Linked DNA regions of Mus musculus: regions 2, 3, 4, 5 and 6 are each linked to region 1. Evidence: chromatin contacts called from public Hi-C, Micro-C and promoter capture Hi-C data. All regions are on one chromosome and are shown on one strand. Each heading gives the region's core, a stretch centred on a gene start, on an enhancer-like site or on the middle of the called end of the contact. The rest is flanking DNA. Distances are from core to core; before and after follow the strand shown. Region 1 holds the start of Mroh6 (maestro heat-like repeat family member 6). Region 2 holds the start of Cyc1 (cytochrome c-1). Region 3 holds the start of Ly6h (lymphocyte antigen 6 complex, locus H). Region 4 holds the start of Plec (plectin). Region 5 holds the start of Zfp41 (zinc finger protein 41). Region 6 has its middle 23 kb from the start of Gm35087.

The links. A called contact is a pair of places that touch in the nucleus more often than the background predicts. Capture Hi-C pulls out chosen DNA fragments and counts their contacts.
Region 2: a promoter capture Hi-C map of pancreatic islet shows a contact between it and region 1. The contact joins the promoter of Cyc1 here to the promoter of Mroh6 in region 1. A contact is called at or near these places in 4 of 39 promoter capture datasets (cranial neural crest, embryonic stem cells, erythroid cells and 1 more), 1 of 115 datasets of contacts at active chromatin or transcription factors (pancreatic cancer cells) and 1 of 9 other capture datasets (pancreatic islet).
Region 3: a Micro-C map of embryonic stem cells shows a contact between it and region 1, with 2.0 times the contacts expected there. The contact joins the promoter of Ly6h here to the promoter of Mroh6 in region 1. A contact is called at or near these places in 1 of 39 promoter capture datasets (hippocampal neurons) and 5 of 484 Hi-C or Micro-C datasets (cortical neurons and embryonic stem cells).
Region 4: a Micro-C map of embryonic stem cells shows a contact between it and region 1, with 2.7 times the contacts expected there. The contact joins the promoter of Plec here to the promoter of Mroh6 in region 1. A contact is called at or near these places in 6 of 39 promoter capture datasets (cranial neural crest, embryonic stem cells, hippocampal neurons and 2 more), 5 of 484 Hi-C or Micro-C datasets (B cells, CD4 T cells, CD8 T cells and 2 more), 5 of 115 datasets of contacts at active chromatin or transcription factors (embryonic stem cells, extraembryonic endoderm stem cells, memory CD8 T cells and 2 more) and 2 of 9 other capture datasets (adipose tissue and pancreatic islet).
Region 5: a contact with region 1 is called in a Hi-C map of erythroblasts, with 2.7 times the contacts expected there. The contact joins the promoter of Zfp41 here to the promoter of Mroh6 in region 1. A contact is called at or near these places in 3 of 39 promoter capture datasets (the 3T3-L1 cell line, erythroid cells and liver), 6 of 484 Hi-C or Micro-C datasets (the N1E-115 cell line, embryonic stem cells, erythroblasts and 1 more), 2 of 115 datasets of contacts at active chromatin or transcription factors (astrocytes and embryonic stem cells) and 3 of 9 other capture datasets (adipose tissue, liver and pancreatic islet).
Region 6: a contact with region 1 is called in a Hi-C map of the N1E-115 cell line, with 10 times the contacts expected there. The contact joins the enhancer-like site here to the promoter of Mroh6 in region 1. A contact is called at or near these places in 7 of 39 promoter capture datasets (the 3T3-L1 cell line, 3T3-L1-derived adipocytes, the HPC-7 cell line and 5 more), 8 of 484 Hi-C or Micro-C datasets (the Ba/F3 cell line, CD8 T cells, the G1E-ER4 cell line and 4 more), 7 of 115 datasets of contacts at active chromatin or transcription factors (embryonic forebrain, embryonic midbrain and embryonic stem cells) and 1 of 9 other capture datasets (pancreatic islet).

What each region holds. Positions count from the first base shown.
Region 1 is chr15:75,887,430-75,890,099 of GRCm38.p6, forward strand. Mroh6 (maestro heat-like repeat family member 6) reads right to left here and starts at 1,343. Exons shown (of 14, transcript NM_001282443.2): 1 at 998-1,343; 2 at 605-757; 3 at 293-447. The coding sequence starts at 1,294.
Region 2 is chr15:76,342,193-76,344,862 of GRCm38.p6, forward strand. It overlaps Cyc1 (cytochrome c-1), which reads left to right and starts at 1,331. Exons shown (of 7, transcript NM_025567.3): 1 at 1,331-1,500; 2 at 2,110-2,306; 3 at 2,390-2,516; 4 at 2,620-2,670. The coding sequence starts at 1,372.
Region 3 is chr15:75,565,840-75,568,509 of GRCm38.p6, forward strand. Ly6h (lymphocyte antigen 6 complex, locus H) reads right to left here and starts at 1,343. Exons shown (of 4, transcript NM_011837.3): 1 at 924-1,343; 2 at 293-420. The coding sequence starts at 925.
Region 4 is chr15:76,204,955-76,207,624 of GRCm38.p6, forward strand. It overlaps Plec (plectin), which reads right to left and starts at 1,367. Exons shown (of 33, transcript NM_001163540.1): 1 at 644-1,367. The coding sequence starts at 1,184.
Region 5 is chr15:75,615,334-75,618,003 of GRCm38.p6, forward strand. It overlaps Zfp41 (zinc finger protein 41), which reads left to right and starts at 1,351. Exons shown (of 3, transcript NM_001044718.2): 1 at 1,351-1,487.
Region 6 is chr15:76,154,697-76,157,366 of GRCm38.p6, forward strand. No RefSeq gene overlaps it. Among named protein-coding and RNA genes, the nearest start is that of Gm35087, 23 kb to the left of the region's middle. Within about 2 kb of position 1,320, at least 82 of the 459 cell types and tissues checked have an H3K27ac peak or open chromatin away from gene starts, as enhancers often do. A contact at or near this core is called in the N1E-115 cell line, where this site is marked.

The DNA.
Region 1 (2,670 bases), core at 93-2,592:
GGCTTCTAGGTGATCAAGCCACCGTGCTTACTTATGCCGCCCACATCTTCAGGTAAAAAGCAGGGGATGGAGGGAAAGGAGAAGAGAGAGAGAGAGAGGAGAGTGTCAGAGTTAAACTAAACCCAGGTATGGTGGTGTAACACCAGCAAAAGTCTAGGGGAAGGGATTTCCGGGGCCCTATTCCCTTACTGCCCGGTGCTGCAGGAACCAGATCCTATGACCAAGCTATCAAGCGGGAAGGGGGAAGGAAGCCGCGTGGGGCAGCGCAGCGCGGCTGGGCGGGGAGGGTTACCGGTCCGGGGGTAGCGAACTGGGTAGCAGCGCACACACCACGTCCTGCGCATGCTCCAGAGCCAGTGCGCTCAGCACCCGTAGGGCTGCCCTCCGGGGTCTCCCCTCTGCCAGGCTAGGGACCTGTGCCAGCAGCCCACGCACCAGACCGTGGACCTGGGTAAAAGGAACAAACGTCAGTAGTTAGAGCCCCAGGACCTCAAAAGGAAACTCTTGCCAGCACCGCACCTCCCTACACTCAGAGCAGCCTTTAGGGGGAGTGTGGTCGAGGTTGAAGGGAGGCTTGCAGGATTCTCTGGATGGGGATGCTAACCTGGTCCTCCAGCCGCTGCCCCCGGGCTTCCAGGGCTGAGGACAGAGTGAGCGCTGTTGCCTGGGTCCCGGCATAGCCAGCCTCCTCCAGACAGGCAGCTGTATACAACGCAAGGTCTGCAAGGGTTCCTTCCTCCCAGGAATACTGGGAAGCCTATGATGGAAGAATGAAACGTGGAGTTTCTGAAGTCCCCAAGCCGATCTCAACTATCCTCCCTAGTCCTCCAGTCTTCCCATCCCTCAGATGGCGACAAACCTTCCTCCCGTATGATCTTTTCCATCCGTTTACCCTCAGGACTCCTCAATGCCCCCCCCCCCCCCGTACTTCTTGTCTTTCTAGTGCCCAAGTGAACAGCCAAACTTTGCATCATCCAGCATCTGCCCTCTTACTCACCTGGTACGGTCTCTCGGGGGCTGGCTCCTGGGCATTGTGTGGGGAATAGATCTCACTACCAGCTGTGGGGGCAACCACTTCATTCCCAGGCTGGGCCTCAAAGGCAGGGGTGAGTGTTTGAATATAGGGCTCAGGCTCGGGCCCAAGCTCCTGGGGATCAGACTGAGGGCCTGTAGAAGAGGGTCCCACAGGCTGCCCCTGGCTAGCCCGGATTCCTTCCGCTAGAGCTGTCAGAGTTAGGGAGCCCACAGGGCCGTCCCGGCCGTCCCGGCCCCGACCCCACACACCCCCAGCCATAGTGTTCCTACCAGCGGCACCTGCCACCACTCTTCCAGTGAAGTTGTGTCCAGACCTGACCTAGAATCAGGCCCCGGGCGGGCCCACAGGCGGGCCTACAGACAGGCGTGGTGGCGTGGGCATAGACGTAGGTACATGCGAGTCTGAGCATGTGCCAGTGATTGGCTGTTCAATCACAGAGATATCCTAGCATGGACTTGTGAAGGGTGTCTGCCCAGGCTGCTGGAGCCAAGTGGGACATGGCCACTGCATAGTCTGGCCCTGCCCACCAGTGTCCATGGAGATCATGGACTATCGTGGAGGAGAGAAAGGTCTTTAACCCAACTGCCCATCCCCCTCTTGCCTGGGGGAGGGGTCCAGGGCAGTTTTAGATCCTTCTGAGGAAGCCCCAGTAGGGTCAGGGGCTGGGCTAGACCACATAGCCAAATATCCTAGGAACGGGCGTGGTCAGGTACTGTCATTCTCCCTGAACTTGAAACACTTGGGGTGTGGAGCAAATGAGGTGAGGCTGGTGATGCCTCCTAAATACATTTGCAAGTGCCCACTATTGTTGATGCGGGCTCCTCTGCATCCTTGCCAGTCCCGAGGTGGTATGTCTCATGCCCTGTCTGTCCAGCCCCTCCTTCTCTGAGACTGTCTTCCCTGTGTCTGCGTAGGCAGTGTGTATGTATACTGTTCGCCCGGTTGTCTTCCTTTCCAGGTTCATGCTCCCCAGGGCTGGCCCAACCTCTACCCTAAATCCCCGCTCTCCACCCAACCACACTATAGGCACTGCCCAGCGCTAAGCCAGGGAAGCTAGATGAACTAGTCTGACAGACTGCTCCAGGCGGAAGTGCATGGGGAAGTATTCCAAGCAGTGGGCATTCACGCTCTTCAGCTCCTATACCTCGGGCTACCCAAGCCCCAACTCTGCCTCCCACCAAGCCATGAACCAAACCATGTGGTGGTTTGAATAAGAATGGCTCCCAAAGGCGCATGCATTTGAATGCTTAGTCACCAGGGAGCGGTGTTATTCTAAGATTAGGATCCGGAGGTGTGGCCTTCTTGAAGGAAGTGTGTCACAGGGGTGGGCTTTGAGGTTTCAAAAGCACATGCCAAGGCTAGGGTCTCTTTCAGAATGTAGAACTCTCCCCTCTGTCACCATTACCGTGCCTGCATGTATGTCCCCACCATGATGATCATTGATCATGGACTAACCTCTGAAACCATAGGAAAGCCTCCAATTAAATGCTTTCTTTGCCAAGAGTTGGTCGCCATGGTCATGGCGTCTCTTCACAACAATGGTAGGGTGCCTAAGACACTCCAACTGTCTCTGGAGCAATTCTTCCTGAGTCTTACCTAGCTTGCTGTACCCAGACAGCTCCAGCCCTCGCTGA
Region 2 (2,670 bases), core at 81-2,580, 450 kb after region 1:
CCTGCCATGGTGGGAACTCTCACTGCGCCGCTGATTCCAGGCCAGGCTTCAGCCATCACAGAGATTTGTCGTGGCACACTGAGTGTGACGCTCTTCACAGGTACACAAACTGCTCGCTTGTCTCCTGAGCCAGCAGTCAGCTCTCACCTGCCTTGGAAGAACCTTGTCATCACCCCACCACCACCCAAATCCCTGTACCCCTCATACTGGCAGAATTAGTCTGCTTTCTGCTTTTGTGTACTCGCCCACTTAGGTGAACGGAATCATATACATGTGGTCTTTTTTTTTTTTTTGGCTTTTTCGAGACAGTTTCTCTGTATAGCCCTGAACTCACTTTGTAGACCAGGCTGGCCTCGAACTCAGAAATCTGCCTGCCTCTGCCTCCCAAGTGCTGGGATTAAAGGCTTGAGCCACCACTCTCAGCTTTTTTTTTTTTTTTTTTTTTTTTTTTTTTTTTTTTTGTCTTTTGTGTCTGACTTCTACTTCATATGGTGAGCTCAAGGTTCATGCATGCTGGCACTTCTCCCATGCCTCACATCTCACACTAGAATGAAAAAGTTCACCCATATGGGTGTGCCATGCTTTGTCTATCCACTCACCAGCTGGTAGACATAGACGGGTTGTTTCTGTCTTGAGCTACTGAGAATAGTTTTGATGGGGGCTGGAGAAGTGGTTCAGTGGTTAAGAACACTGTCTGCTAAGTACAGAGGTCCTGAGTTCAATTCCCAGCAACCACATGGTGGCTCACAACCCTCTGTAATGGGATCTGATGCCCTCTTCTGGTGTGTCTGACAGCTACAGTGTCAGTGTCAATGTAGATTTTAAAAAAGGGCAGCACCAAGTGCCACAGTGATCAGTCCCTTACATCCAGAGGGAGCTGCAGCTTATCTTTGTAATGGACGGGTACCCCCACTTAGATATGCTCTCATTAAGAAAATTGAATTATGGACTTTATATGAGGGTTTAAAAGAAAGTTAGTCAGGGGAAGTTTCTATGCTGGGTCGCCTGTGGAGCAGGGGAGAGCTGCTGTTAATCCCACACAGGCCATGGATGAGCAAGCTCTCAGAAGACTATCCAGTGGCTCAACTGGAGGGCGTGATTCGCGGGGCCGAGGTGAAGGAACTGGGGATATAGTAGAGAAGCCAGAAAAACAAACAAACAAACAAAGCAGATGTTGTCATTGTAATTAGAGTTGCGGCCAGGCTCAACCCGGACTAGAGGAGCCGGGCAAGGGACAGTCCTGGTCCACTGATGGACAGCTCCCTACCCAGCTCCGCCTAGGTCCGCCCACTGTGTTGCTCTCGCGTGGTCTGAGCTCTCGTCGGCCCGCAGGGGCCGACGGGAACGGCGGCCGCACTAAAGGGGGCCGACATGGCGGCGGCGGCGGCTTCGCTTCGCCGGACGGTACTGGGCCCGCGGGGCGTGGGGCTTCCAGGTGCAAGTGCTCCGGGTCTGCTGGGCGGCGCGCGGTCCCGGCAGCTTCCATTGCGGACACCGCAGGTGAGTCCTGGCGCGGGCCCCGACCATCGCGCGCCCCTCAGCCCTGAAGGTCACGGCGGGGAGGCTCCGGGCGCGCGCCGGCATCGGTCTCCTGCGTTCCTCCTACAACTCGACGGGGTCCCCGCCGCCGGGCCGGCACACCCAGAAAGCCGGTCTGGGTGCCCACGCCTTGGAGTGGCAGGGCATTGTTGCTCTGAGCCCAGGGTCCCACTGTGATGGGGTCGGGACGGGAGATTGCAGCGAAGGGCTCGCCCGGAGCGACTGCCGAAGCCGGCTGTCCGGACCTGGCGGATACCCTGCAGTGACCCCAGCCTGACCTCAGCGGCCTGCAGGTGACCTTGGTCCGCTGCAGTACTCTGGGTCACTTAGGCTTGTCTCCTGGGTTAAGTTCCACGAGCATTCTCCATTTGCCCTCCAGAGCCGAGCCGTGGCCGAGGAGTTGGCTGCAGTAAGGGATCCAGCAGGCATTGGGCACGGTGTGTGCCTTGGGCGCTCTGCGTGCGGTGGTGGCCAGTGCGGGGTGGAGGTGGAGCGGAAGACATGGGCGTTCATTCAGATCCCCAGGTGGGCTGCTGGGGTCTTGGCAGGTGCTGAGCGGGGCTCTTGCAGGCAGTGTCCTTGTCCTCGAAGTCTGGCCCTTCTCGAGGCCGAAAGGTGATGCTGTCAGCGTTGGGCATGCTGGCCGCGGGGGGTGCAGGGCTAGCTGTGGCCCTTCATTCTGCCGTGAGTGCCAGTGACCTGGAGCTGCACCCCCCCAGCTACCCATGGTCTCATCGTGGCCTCCTCTCCTCCTTGGACCACACCAGGTGGGTGTGTTGCGGCGGGGCTGGGGGTGGAAGTTCCCGGGTGAATTCGAATCTTCAGTTCCTCTAATTCTTTATCTCTTTAGCATTCGGAGGGGTTTCCAGGTATACAAGCAGGTGTGCTCTTCCTGCCACAGCATGGATTATGTGGCGTACCGCCACCTGGTGGGAGTGTGCTACACGGAGGAAGAAGCCAAGGCGCTGGCTGAGGAGGTTCGGAGGGTGGGGGGGTGGGCACGAAAGAAGGTGGAGGATACAGGGATTGTGGTTTCAACTGTGAGGGACTAAAAGGTTGTGATGGGGTTCTTGGTGGCAGGTGGAGGTCCAGGATGGCCCTAATGATGATGGGGAGATGTTCATGCGGCCA
Region 3 (2,670 bases), core at 93-2,592, 320 kb before region 1:
TGGGCCTCCAGGTTGACCCTGTGCTGTGCCTACACATCCTGCCTCCCGCATCCTCTTACTCCTACACACAGCACCCCCAAAGATAGGTAGGTTCCAAGACAGGAAAGGTCCACCCGACTTAATAGGAAGCTCGCTGAACCTCTGAGAATGAGGGACATCTGCGCAGTACTAGAAGAAAGGTGGAAAGGCGCTGGATGCCCTCGAGTGTGGGGAGAGCCCCCGGTGGCTGGAGCTGAGATCTAAGAGTGGTGCTTCCCGTGATATGACCCCTCCCCGCGGGCCCCCGACTCACCCGGCGAGGGGCAGAGAAGCAAGGCCAGCAGCGCCAGACCGAGGCTCTTCATGGCTGCAGGCAGCATGCTCCGATAGGGCCTGAAAGAGGCGCGGGGGCTGCAGGCGGGGGTCCTCTGGGGCGCAGGCCTGGAGGGGAATAGCCTCGGTCAGAGGACCCAACCCTAAACACCCTTCCCTTTTCTGGCCTGAAGATGTAACCATCCCCCAGGAATCAAAAGCGCGCGGGGGGGGGGGGGGAGGTCCAGGAGCTCGCAATGCCCCACCCCCAACCCATCACCGGGAGCATCCACCATCACAGCCTCCCCTCCAGGGAAAAGAGGTCTGCCCTCTCCGGTGAGGTGGCCACCCGAGGTCCCCGCAGCCTTCGCCCTGCACCTGCGTGGGGAGATTGTCTTCTCTCCCCAAGGAGCTGTAGGTGCGTCCGGACAGGAAAAGCGGGAGGAGGGAGCGCACCTTACCTGCCGGCGGGGGAGGGTTGCGCGCCGCGTCCCCGTCCTCGTCCCCACCCCTGGGCTGGGGGGCCGGGAACCCCGCGCCGAGTCCCCTCCCCTGGTCCCCGCGCGCGCGCCTCGGCGCTCACCGCGAATCGGGGCGTGGAGTGCGGGCCTCGGGGTGGGGGGCGCACTCACATCCCTGGGGTGTCCGCACTCCGGGCTCAGCGGCGGGCACGGCGCGGGGAGCGATGCCCTTCGGTCTCCCTGCGGACCGGAACCGGGGCGCAGCTTCGTCTTTCGGGGAACGCAGCCGCAGACGCGGACCCCGCGCGAGGGGCGGGGCGGAACCGGGGCGGGGGCCTCGCACAGCTGGGAGACGCGCGGGGTGGGGGGCGCCCAGGGCTGGAGGCCACTCAGCAGGTCGCCCTACCCGGCCTCGGCGCCTTTCGTCCGCGCGCAACGCCCCTTCTAGGTCTCCCGCTCCTGCTCCCGCCGCAGCAGCCCCCCACCCTTTTCCACCTCCCTACCCGGCGTGGGAGGATCCTCCCACTCTGCTTGGCCGAGGTCCCTTGCAGATTCTCGGAAGAGCTTTGGCTGCTAAAGGAAGCAAAATGCACAAAGACGCAGCGAAAGAGGGAAGCGGAGAGGTAGGGCTGTGGGGTTCAGACGCCCAGCCTTGGGGCTCCTCCCTCCCCAGCATCCACCTCGCATCCGATAGTTCCAGCCAATTCTACTCCTAAGAGTGCCCATGACGACGCCCACCGGCAACTCAGCCCTAGGGACTTTTGTTACCAACCACACCCACACACAGAGATGACAATCCTGGCCCCTGTGTAAGGATCACACCAGGTTCACACCTTGGGCTCCTGCTCCCCCCCTGCCCTTCCAGCTCTCTTGGGCTCAGGGTAAGCCACAGCTCCCTTCGCTCCCTTGTCACACAGGAGGAAAGGTGTTCCGTGTTCAAAACCCTAGGCCCTGGAAAAAGCAGCTAGCACACCTTGGATTCTGCCCGCCCGCCCCACCCCCACCACAGAACCTCATACCAGACAAATGACTGTCACTAATACCAAGTCCTTGCTAGATGTGACAACCTCTGCTGTCAGTCTGAGCGTATAGTCTGTTCTCTTTGATCTAAACAGCACATTATAGATGCATGTTGCCTTGGTGTCTCGGTGTTGAGTTACAGGTAAGGAGAACACTTAGCAATAGAGCCTCCTCCTGCCCAGGGTCACACAAGTCACCAGGTGATCAAACAGCGTGAGCACTTGAGTAGTTCACAAGTGCTGAGGAATAGAGGGACTAGACACTTTGAAGAAGGGATCTAGATGAAGAGAGTGCCGAGGATAAGAATTAGTTCATACACAATTCTCTGCAAAAGAAGTCCCGCACTCCACTCCATTGTGGAGCCCAGAGCCAGCCTGCCATCAGACTGGGGTGAGAGCAGCTGTGCCTGAGCCTGCACTCAGGTTGACAGGCTGAGCTATAGTATGGATTCTTGCAGAGCAGAGGCTTGGTGAGGCTTCTAGGTAAGAAGTGTTTTTAGGGGAGTAAATGGTCCTTGAACCCCTGTTCATCATGCCGCAGCTTGAAAAGGCAGGCGGCCTGACTAGATTTCCCTCAACACTAACAAACCTCCTCGAACACAAAGCCAATGTGCTTATTAAGACATGCTAGAAGAAGAAACACACAACCCCAAGCCAAACCGCAAGTTTACCTGACAGAAAGAAACTTCGCTCACATGAAAAAAGACCAATGCAGGCCTTAAAAGGACTCCCAGGAAAAGGAGGTGATCACTGAAAAAGAAATCTGGGGGGGCGGGGGGGAAGCAACAAACACCCTACATGTCACACCCTTTTATTTACATGAAATGCCCCAAAGTGTAAGAATCCAACAAAGACAGAAAGATTAGCCAAGTACAGGGAGGGAAAGGAATGACCGGCTT
Region 4 (2,670 bases), core at 117-2,616, 320 kb after region 1:
GAACCAGACCCTCACCCAGACCATGGGCTGGGTCAGCATCCCAATGCCCTGACCTCTGCCCTCCTAGGCAGTGCTCCTGAGCTGTGCCCTTCTTCCCATCTCATCTAGAGCCGCTCCACCTCCAGATCATGGCCAACTCCCAGCAGGCCAAGCACCCAGTCATGGGGGCCCTCAGTACTGCTCATGTAATACAGAATCTTAGCCACTTGGCCATAGGGGAAGACAGACTCAAGCCTCAGTGGACAAGCGGTTTGCCTGAGTCAGTCTCATGCCAGCAGATCTTCTCTACACGCCCACTTCTGAAAAGAGGGGCCCCTAAAGGGTGGGGGAAGGAGGTGGGGGCAAGGGCAAGGACAGTGCCTGAGAGGGGTACAAACACGACTATGCCAACAGCTGGTCCTGCCAGTCTTGGGGCGTTCAGGCCCCGCCCTCACCAGGATTTACCCAGAGGAGCACAAGCCACGTGGGTCCACTGGCTAGAACACCCATCACCCTCCAGCAGAAAGGGCGCCACCTGCTGATATGAACAGAACCATACACACAATGTACTGCCCCCCAGAGCCCACCAGACCTAAGTCCCAACACCAAAAACACCTACAGTCACTTCCCATCCCTCACGGCCTGGAGCCAAAATTCAGCTGACCTGTGGCTGGGGCAGGCTCCGGACCTGGTCTGGCCAGGGTCCCCACGGTGGTGGCAGACACCACAGGGGTTTCAGGTGCCCCCTCCTCACGCTCCTTCCTGCGATAGACCTGCCGCTCCTCACGGGCAGGGTCCTCAGCTGGCAGAGGCCCCCTCTTTGGTGGGCAGCCTAGGGGACCTTGCATGGTCTGCACATGGGGGGAGCGACGACGTGCAGGTATCACCATGGCGACAGGGCGGCGCACACGCTGCAGAGAGGCAGGTACAATCTCCGGTGGCAGGTGTAAGTACTGGCGTAGGTGGTCAATGCCCTCGTTGGTCAGGTACCAGTAGAAGTGGCACCAGGCAAAGGTCTCCCGCACCAGGCCCCGAGCTTTCAGTGAAGCCATGGCACGCATGACCTGTAGATTGGTGACGCCGGGCACATGGGGATGCAGGCTGCGGGGTCGCCGGTCCTTCTTGGCAACCATCACCCCCTCACGGAAGAGCACCTCATAGATGGCCCGTAGCCGGTCCAGCGGCATGAGCATGCCAGCCACCATGGCTGCTGGAAGCCTGCCGGTCAGCACAGGGTGAGGACAGCAGGTGGGGCACAGCCAGGAGGCTGATGAAGCTCCTTTGGCACAAGATGCAGCAGGGGCCACTGGCAAACAGGCAGGCAGGCTCCGGTTCTAAGCACAAGGGCGCAGGCTCAGGGGCAGTGCGGCTCCAGAGCCTTGCTCTGTGAATTCCTGCGCCGGCAAGGCTGCCTGTCTGAGCCTCCCGCCTGCCCGCCCTCCAGGACGCCTGGGCCGGCCCCCTCTGACTCAGCAGCAGGGCCGGTCCCTCCCACCCACTACTGGCGGGGGCCCCTTGAAGAGTGGGGGGCACCAATAAACTGCCCCTCCCCACCCGGGCCACATAGCTCCAATGTCAGAAATTACATGTGTTTCTAAAACACTTGTTCAAGGTTCTCAAGACTGTGTGAAGGCAGGACGGAGTGTAATATGGATCAAGAATCAACCCCGCCCCCCTCAGAAGAGAACAGATGGGCAGAAAACAGGGAGCAGAGAGAGCAGGAGGGTCCTCATAAGGACAGCACCCCCTCACTGTGATCTCAGGGTGAGGTGAGGTATCATCTGTCCATAGCTATCTAAAGGAGGGGTTGCGCAAAGTAGAAAACTAAAAGAATCCAAGGGAGGAAGATTAGGGTATGGAGAAGAATCTGGGGTGTGGTGGTGGCCAGAGACCTGAAGGAGAAGAGTGGGAGGAGCTGCCAGGACGCACAGACAGTTGGCGGCAGGCACCACTGCCGCTGTCCATCAGAAAAGGAAAGGGACAGTACTGTGCCCCTCTCACCAGATGACCATGGAACGTAACACTTCCACGACAGGCTAGATTAGGGTGGGTCCAGAAACAAAGCCACTTTCCAGTCCAAGACCTCTGAAGAGAGCTCTGGGTGAGGCCTCTTTCCTCCCACACCTTCAGTGCAGCTGTTGGACGCCAGGGACTCCCAGCTGCCATAGGGAATCAAAGTCACCAAGTCCCTAACACCCCAGGCTTGGTGGCCCTGACATCCAAAAATTCCCTACCCCCAGGCAGCCTGAGTGTCCACTTGTGGCCGGAGGGGCAGGTGCTGTGGAGAGGACACGAGGACACCAGCAGGAACTGAAGTGAAAGGAAGAGGACTGAGCTCATGCCCTAAGGGCTGCCTAGCACAGCTGTCACCTCTGCTGGGCCCTCACAACCGAGGGTCCCACACGCATGTAGCCTGTGCTGGGTGCCACCACCCAATACTCCAACTCTCCCTGTGGTGCCGCACCAAACCCCCCATGCCATTAAGGCTCTCCCTGAATGGACACACCCATTCCCACCAAGCACTGCAACCCCAGGAACTGATTATAAATAGGGCGGAGGCGGGGGATCCTGCGGTGGGAGGCGCTGGCCAGAGGCAGGCGGGCAGCCAACAAAGCAGTGCGTGGGGCGGGTTTATGGGCTGTCGCCATGGTGCCCCAGCAGACTCCAAACATACAGACACAGACCGGTGGC
Region 5 (2,670 bases), core at 101-2,600, 270 kb before region 1:
ACAGGCCACTAACCTTCTGGGGAAAGCAAGCAAGGAGATGCCCTACCTCCCTGTACCAAATGCTGGTAAGCCAGAAAGCCCCATGCCACTGGTAGGAATGAATGAGAAATGGCACAGGCTCTCTGGAAAGCAGCTTGTCTGTTTCTTGCAAAAGGCAACATGCAGTTTGGGACCTAGCAACTGCCTTCCTGGGCACGGTCCCAGGGAAATGAAACAGCACGGGGGGAGGGCGGGGGGGGGGGCGCTGCTTCCCAACAACCTTGTAAACACGTCCTTCAGTGGACAAAGGATCCCAAAGCTGTGATGCACACAGCGCAGAGGCAGCTGTTCAGGAGGCTGAATGAACCACCATTCAATACACAGCCACTCTTGTGAATCTAGACAGCGATGCCTGAATGATAATCGGCAAGCTCCGCCAAGTTGCACGCTGGACAATTACATTTATCTAGCATGTTGGCGTTGAATCTAAACGGATGAGGTGGAGACGACACTTAAAGAAAGGGTCTGTTAGAGGTTTGATACAGGCTTCTGCAGCACAGGAGGCACTAACACTGTGTACTAGTCATGTAAAATGGCGCCCCCAGGGAGACTTCACCAAGCACACAACAGCTCTCGATTCGTTTCTCATAACTTCATTCTCCAAGCGCCGTGGGCCACACCTATCGTCCCAGGACTCGACCGAGGCAAGAGATTGCTAGTTCTAAGCCAGCCTAACCAAATATAATAGTGGAGAATATACCCAGAAAGTCGAAAGAGCACAAGAAGTGACTAGATTTAAATATCTGTAAAGGCCCGCGTTAAGGACAGAGCAGGGGACCCTGGCTTTGCCGGAAAGGAGGGGCGGGGTCGGATGATTCCAGGGGGCTACAGGCCGTGCACTACTGGGTCCGCCATCCCGGCGTGCCACAGATGGCAAACCCGATGACTGAGAAATAACACGAAGCCTGCAGAAGAAGGCTTGGAGTCCTGAGAAGAGGCGCACGCCGGGAGAAAGGCGCCGCCCGCAGCCCAGAAGCTTGCACAGGCACAGACGCCTGCTTAGCATCCTCTCAAGCGAAGCTCGAGCCCGCAGCCACAGCATCACAAGGAGCGAGGGCAGTGTCTCCTAGAGCCGACCCGAAGGGGCGGGGAGAGGTAGGCGGGCCTACGGCCGCAGCACGGGATCACAGAGAGGCCGGGCGGCTGCTCCTAGAGCGACACCAGAAGGGCGTGAACGAGCAGGCGGGGCTCCGGAGCTTGCGGCGGTACCACCGAGAACCCGGCAAGGGTCCTAGAGCGGCACTGGAGTGGGTTTCGAGCGGTGGGCGGGGCTTAGGGTGCGCGGCAGCACCACCGAGAGGCCGGGGAAGGTAGAGCGGCACCAGAGGGGCGGGCGCCTTTAGGCGCGGGAGTGGCGGGCTCAAGTGGGCATTGTTAACGGTCGCCCGCCCGCCGGTCAGCCTGCTTACGGCCACGTTCCGCCGGCGTCTGTGCTCGGCACCCATCAGGTACTCTCTGCGTGTGTGCACGGTAGCCCCGACCGGGCGAAGGCCGGCTTCTGAGTCGTTTCTCTGTGGACCACCTCGGCGGTGTTGCAGAGGTCCTTGGAGGCGGGGAAGGTGGGCCGGGCTACCTAGCGAAGCCCCTTGTTGCTGGATGCATTGAGCGCCTTATCCTGCCGGCTCCAGCAGCTCCTTGATGGACCTGAGTCCCTAGGTCAGCGGAATTCAACTAAGTTGCCTGAATCACTCGCACCTACTCCTGTGCACAGGCCTGTGAAGAGAGGGGGCAATAAGCTAAGTCGCTGGGGTCTTCTCTGGTTTTAATGACTATTTAAGTTTTCAGTGAGGATGGTCCTTGGTGAGCAGACACAGACACCTGGGTCCCGCTTGTCATTCCTCTCACCAGAGTGATGGTGTTTGAATTGGTACTGAGTGATGCTGCAGACAGGGACTCTCAGGTGTCTCCTGAGCTGTCCCACAAAAGACAAACACTTTCAGATGCTGACATAGAGCAAACAGTCACCTAGCCGCCTGGATCTTGGACTCTGAATCCGGATAAGAATTTTATCTGCTGGGTTAGATATGTGGGTATTTGTCAAATGCTTAGAACAAAATACAGTGTGTTCCCAAAGTGTTTTTGGGAAAGTGTGGGTGCTCTAGATGGAACTGCCAGCAGAGCCCACCCCTTTGGGCCTCTGGGAGTAAAGGGGATGGTGCAGGTTTAGAGATAAAGAGGGGTCACATAGAGAGAGCCTCATCAATACAAGAGGCATCCTTTGGGGGTCTGATGGGGTTTGCTGTGGATTATGAGGAGAGCCCTGAGTTTTCCAGGCTCAGAACCAGGCTGTTGTATGGTAGAGTTACTTCCTACTCCAGGGTGTTTGCACAGTCCCAATGTGGGCGGGTAGAGAGGATAAGGAAGAACGGGGAAGGTTCTGTTTGGGGAGGTGGAAAATGGCCATCGGTCCATGATGGCTATGGCTTTCTCTGGGATGAGTGAAAATCTTGTCTTCAGGCCCAGGAGTGTCTGTGGCTGAGTGAGAGAGTCACTCAAAGAGATGAGCATACAGTGGACCAGAGGCTCTGAGCTCAGCTTATAGGCCTGGGGCTAGAGCTCTGGGGAGTCCACTTTAGTCTGAGGGGCTCATCATGTGAGCAGCTGGAAAGACAGTGGAGCTGCAGAGAGCTA
Region 6 (2,670 bases), core at 70-2,569, 270 kb after region 1:
TTCCTTTCCTTTCCTTTCCTTTCCTTTCCTTTCCTTTCCTTTCCTTCTCTCTCTCTCTCTTTCTTTCTTTCCTTTTTTTTTCTTTTGGATTTAGACACATTCTCTCATTTGAGATATTCTCCGAAGATGATGTCAGAAGGCACAGGCTATCAACCCATGGGGGGCCGTGACCTCTTCGGTGGTGAACAACCCTTCCACAGACGTTGCCTAAGACCATCAGCAGATGCAAGTGTTGGCATCAGGAGTCATAACAGTAGCAAAATCACCATTATAAAGTAGCAGTGAGATAACCTTATGGGTGGGGGGTCACCAAAACATTAGGAAGTGCACTAAAGGGTCGCAGCATTAGCAGGGTTAGAGCCTGCTGGCATAGGGAAATGTCAGATCCTTTAGAGGCCGGGTTGCAACCCTAAGGGGTCATGTGGGAGAGGATCTTGGAACATCATGGCACCAAACCTGCTTTGAGTGTCATCTACACTGTAGGCTGACTTCTCTTCCCAATGTTTTCCTACTTCCTGCTCAATCTTGTGGTCACATGCAAATCAGGCCTGTAGGTTCACTGGCTGAGGCTATAAGGCACCCACTATGTTTCCAGGGCTATTGTTCATCTCCTTTGACCAGTTGGTCATACAATCTTCCTCCTCATGCCCAAAGAGACTTGAATAAAACAAAATGCACATTCTTTTCCTTTATATATTATATGCAGTAACCGGGATCTATTTTTAATAAATACTCCAGGATTAAGAGCACTGGCTTACTGTTCCAGAAGACCTAGGCTTGATTCTTGGCATCCATATGGAGGCTCACCCCATCTGTAACTCCAATTCTAGGGGACTCCTCTGGCTTCCACAAATACCAGAACACACATGATACACAAGACATACATGCAGGCAAAATACTCACACACACGAAACGCAAATCCATCTAAAAATATTTTAAGAGAGAGTGTCTGTAGTGGTGGGGAGGGGCATGGTGGCACAAGCCTTTAATCTCAGCACTCAAGAGGCAGAGGTAGGTGAGTTCGAGGCCCATCTCCTCTCCATAGTGAGACCCTGTCTTAAAAAAGAGAGAGAAGTTATCAGTTAGAAGAACTCCTATTCAATGAGTTTCCTAAAGCTTTTCTGCCTGGGGTCACGGTGTTTGGCGATATGGAATCTTGTGTGTGAGGAGAGTCTGTTCCAGGATGCACTCACTGGCTGTTTGCTGTCCCCAGACAGCGACGTCTCTCCAGAGACCCTGGTCAGCTGTGTGTTCAAGTGTCAAGGGCACGGGTTGTTTGAGATGATGTCAGGCTGCCCAGGCCTTTGGTCCTGCAAGAGCTGAGGTGGCTCCTCTCAGATCCAACACAATACCCTCTTTCTTCTGTTGGCAACACGCATGAGCCAGGAGCCCTTGAGTTTGTTGGAACAAGAGCCTTTGCTACCCTCTGCTGGACGCGTCTCATAACAGCGCCTGGCTGCTTTGTTAAAATACACACATGAAGTCATGAAACAACTAAGGGAGAAGTCAGTGACACAACAGTGCATCTCAGAGGTGGCTCTGCGACTCCGCGACTCTGAGACTCTGCAGCTCTGCGGCTCCTCAGCCCAGGGGTCCTTGCTGGAGCAGCTCTGAGCTGGCCTCCAAGACAGAAGAAAGGTCAGGCCAGGGGAGAAATTTGAAGTGCTTTTAGCATATATCCCGATCTGTCTCTTGCAACCCCTGTCCTCAAGGAGGGCCAGGCAGGGCCTCAACTGGTGAGATGTGAGGGTGAAGACAGGGGCCCAGCCAGCAGCCTGGCCATCCAGTGTCGCCCAGGGCCCCAGGGCCCAACATCTTTTGACCAAACCTGAAAGAGGAACCCAGGGAAGGGAAGACGAGCCTAAGGTCCTTAATGACTCCCATCTATTCTTCTCTGACCTTCTGTGGCTAATAGTCCTTTAAACGGTGGCCCCATCCAGTCCTACAGCAAATGCCCTCTCTTGATACTGCACCACCCTCCTGGATATCTTGCTGACTCTTGTCATTTGGAGGATTCAGACTTTCCTCCTAACAGGCTCTGGAATGTGTGAGAATCAAGGCTGGTGAATTCAGCAAGCAGGGCTCTGATGGGGGCGTGGGAATCGTCCACTGTGTGCTTGGTGTTCCCAATCTGTTACGTTCTCATAGACAGAAATGTCCCTGTCCCAGCATTTGGGTACCTAGAGGCCCCATTAGGGAAGGGTTATACAGGGTTATATAAGTGACAAATGCCTGTAACCCCAGCATGTAGAGAGTTGAAGTAGGAGGGTCAAGTTCAAGGCCAGCTTGGGCTACACGATGAGGTCAAGGCTAGCTTGTGTGTACTAAGACCTTCTCAGAGAGAAAGAAGGAAAAAAAAATACAGATAAAAGATTCACCCACCCCCATGCCCCGTATGTCAGTTTACAGATGATGGTTGACTTCCAAGAGCTCCTGCAGATGAGCAATTGACTTTGTAATGCATAGATTTAAGAGGCTGGGCTGAGGAATGTTCAAGTCCCATCTTGCAGGTGCTTTTCCACATGATAAAGCTTTTATTCTGAGTGAATAAGAACAAGAAACCCTGTCCTTTGAGGAGATGTCCACGGAGACGAGCCACTGGCTGAACGTCGTACACACCTTTCATCCCAACACTCCAGATGCAGAGGCAGGCAGATCTCTATGAGTTTG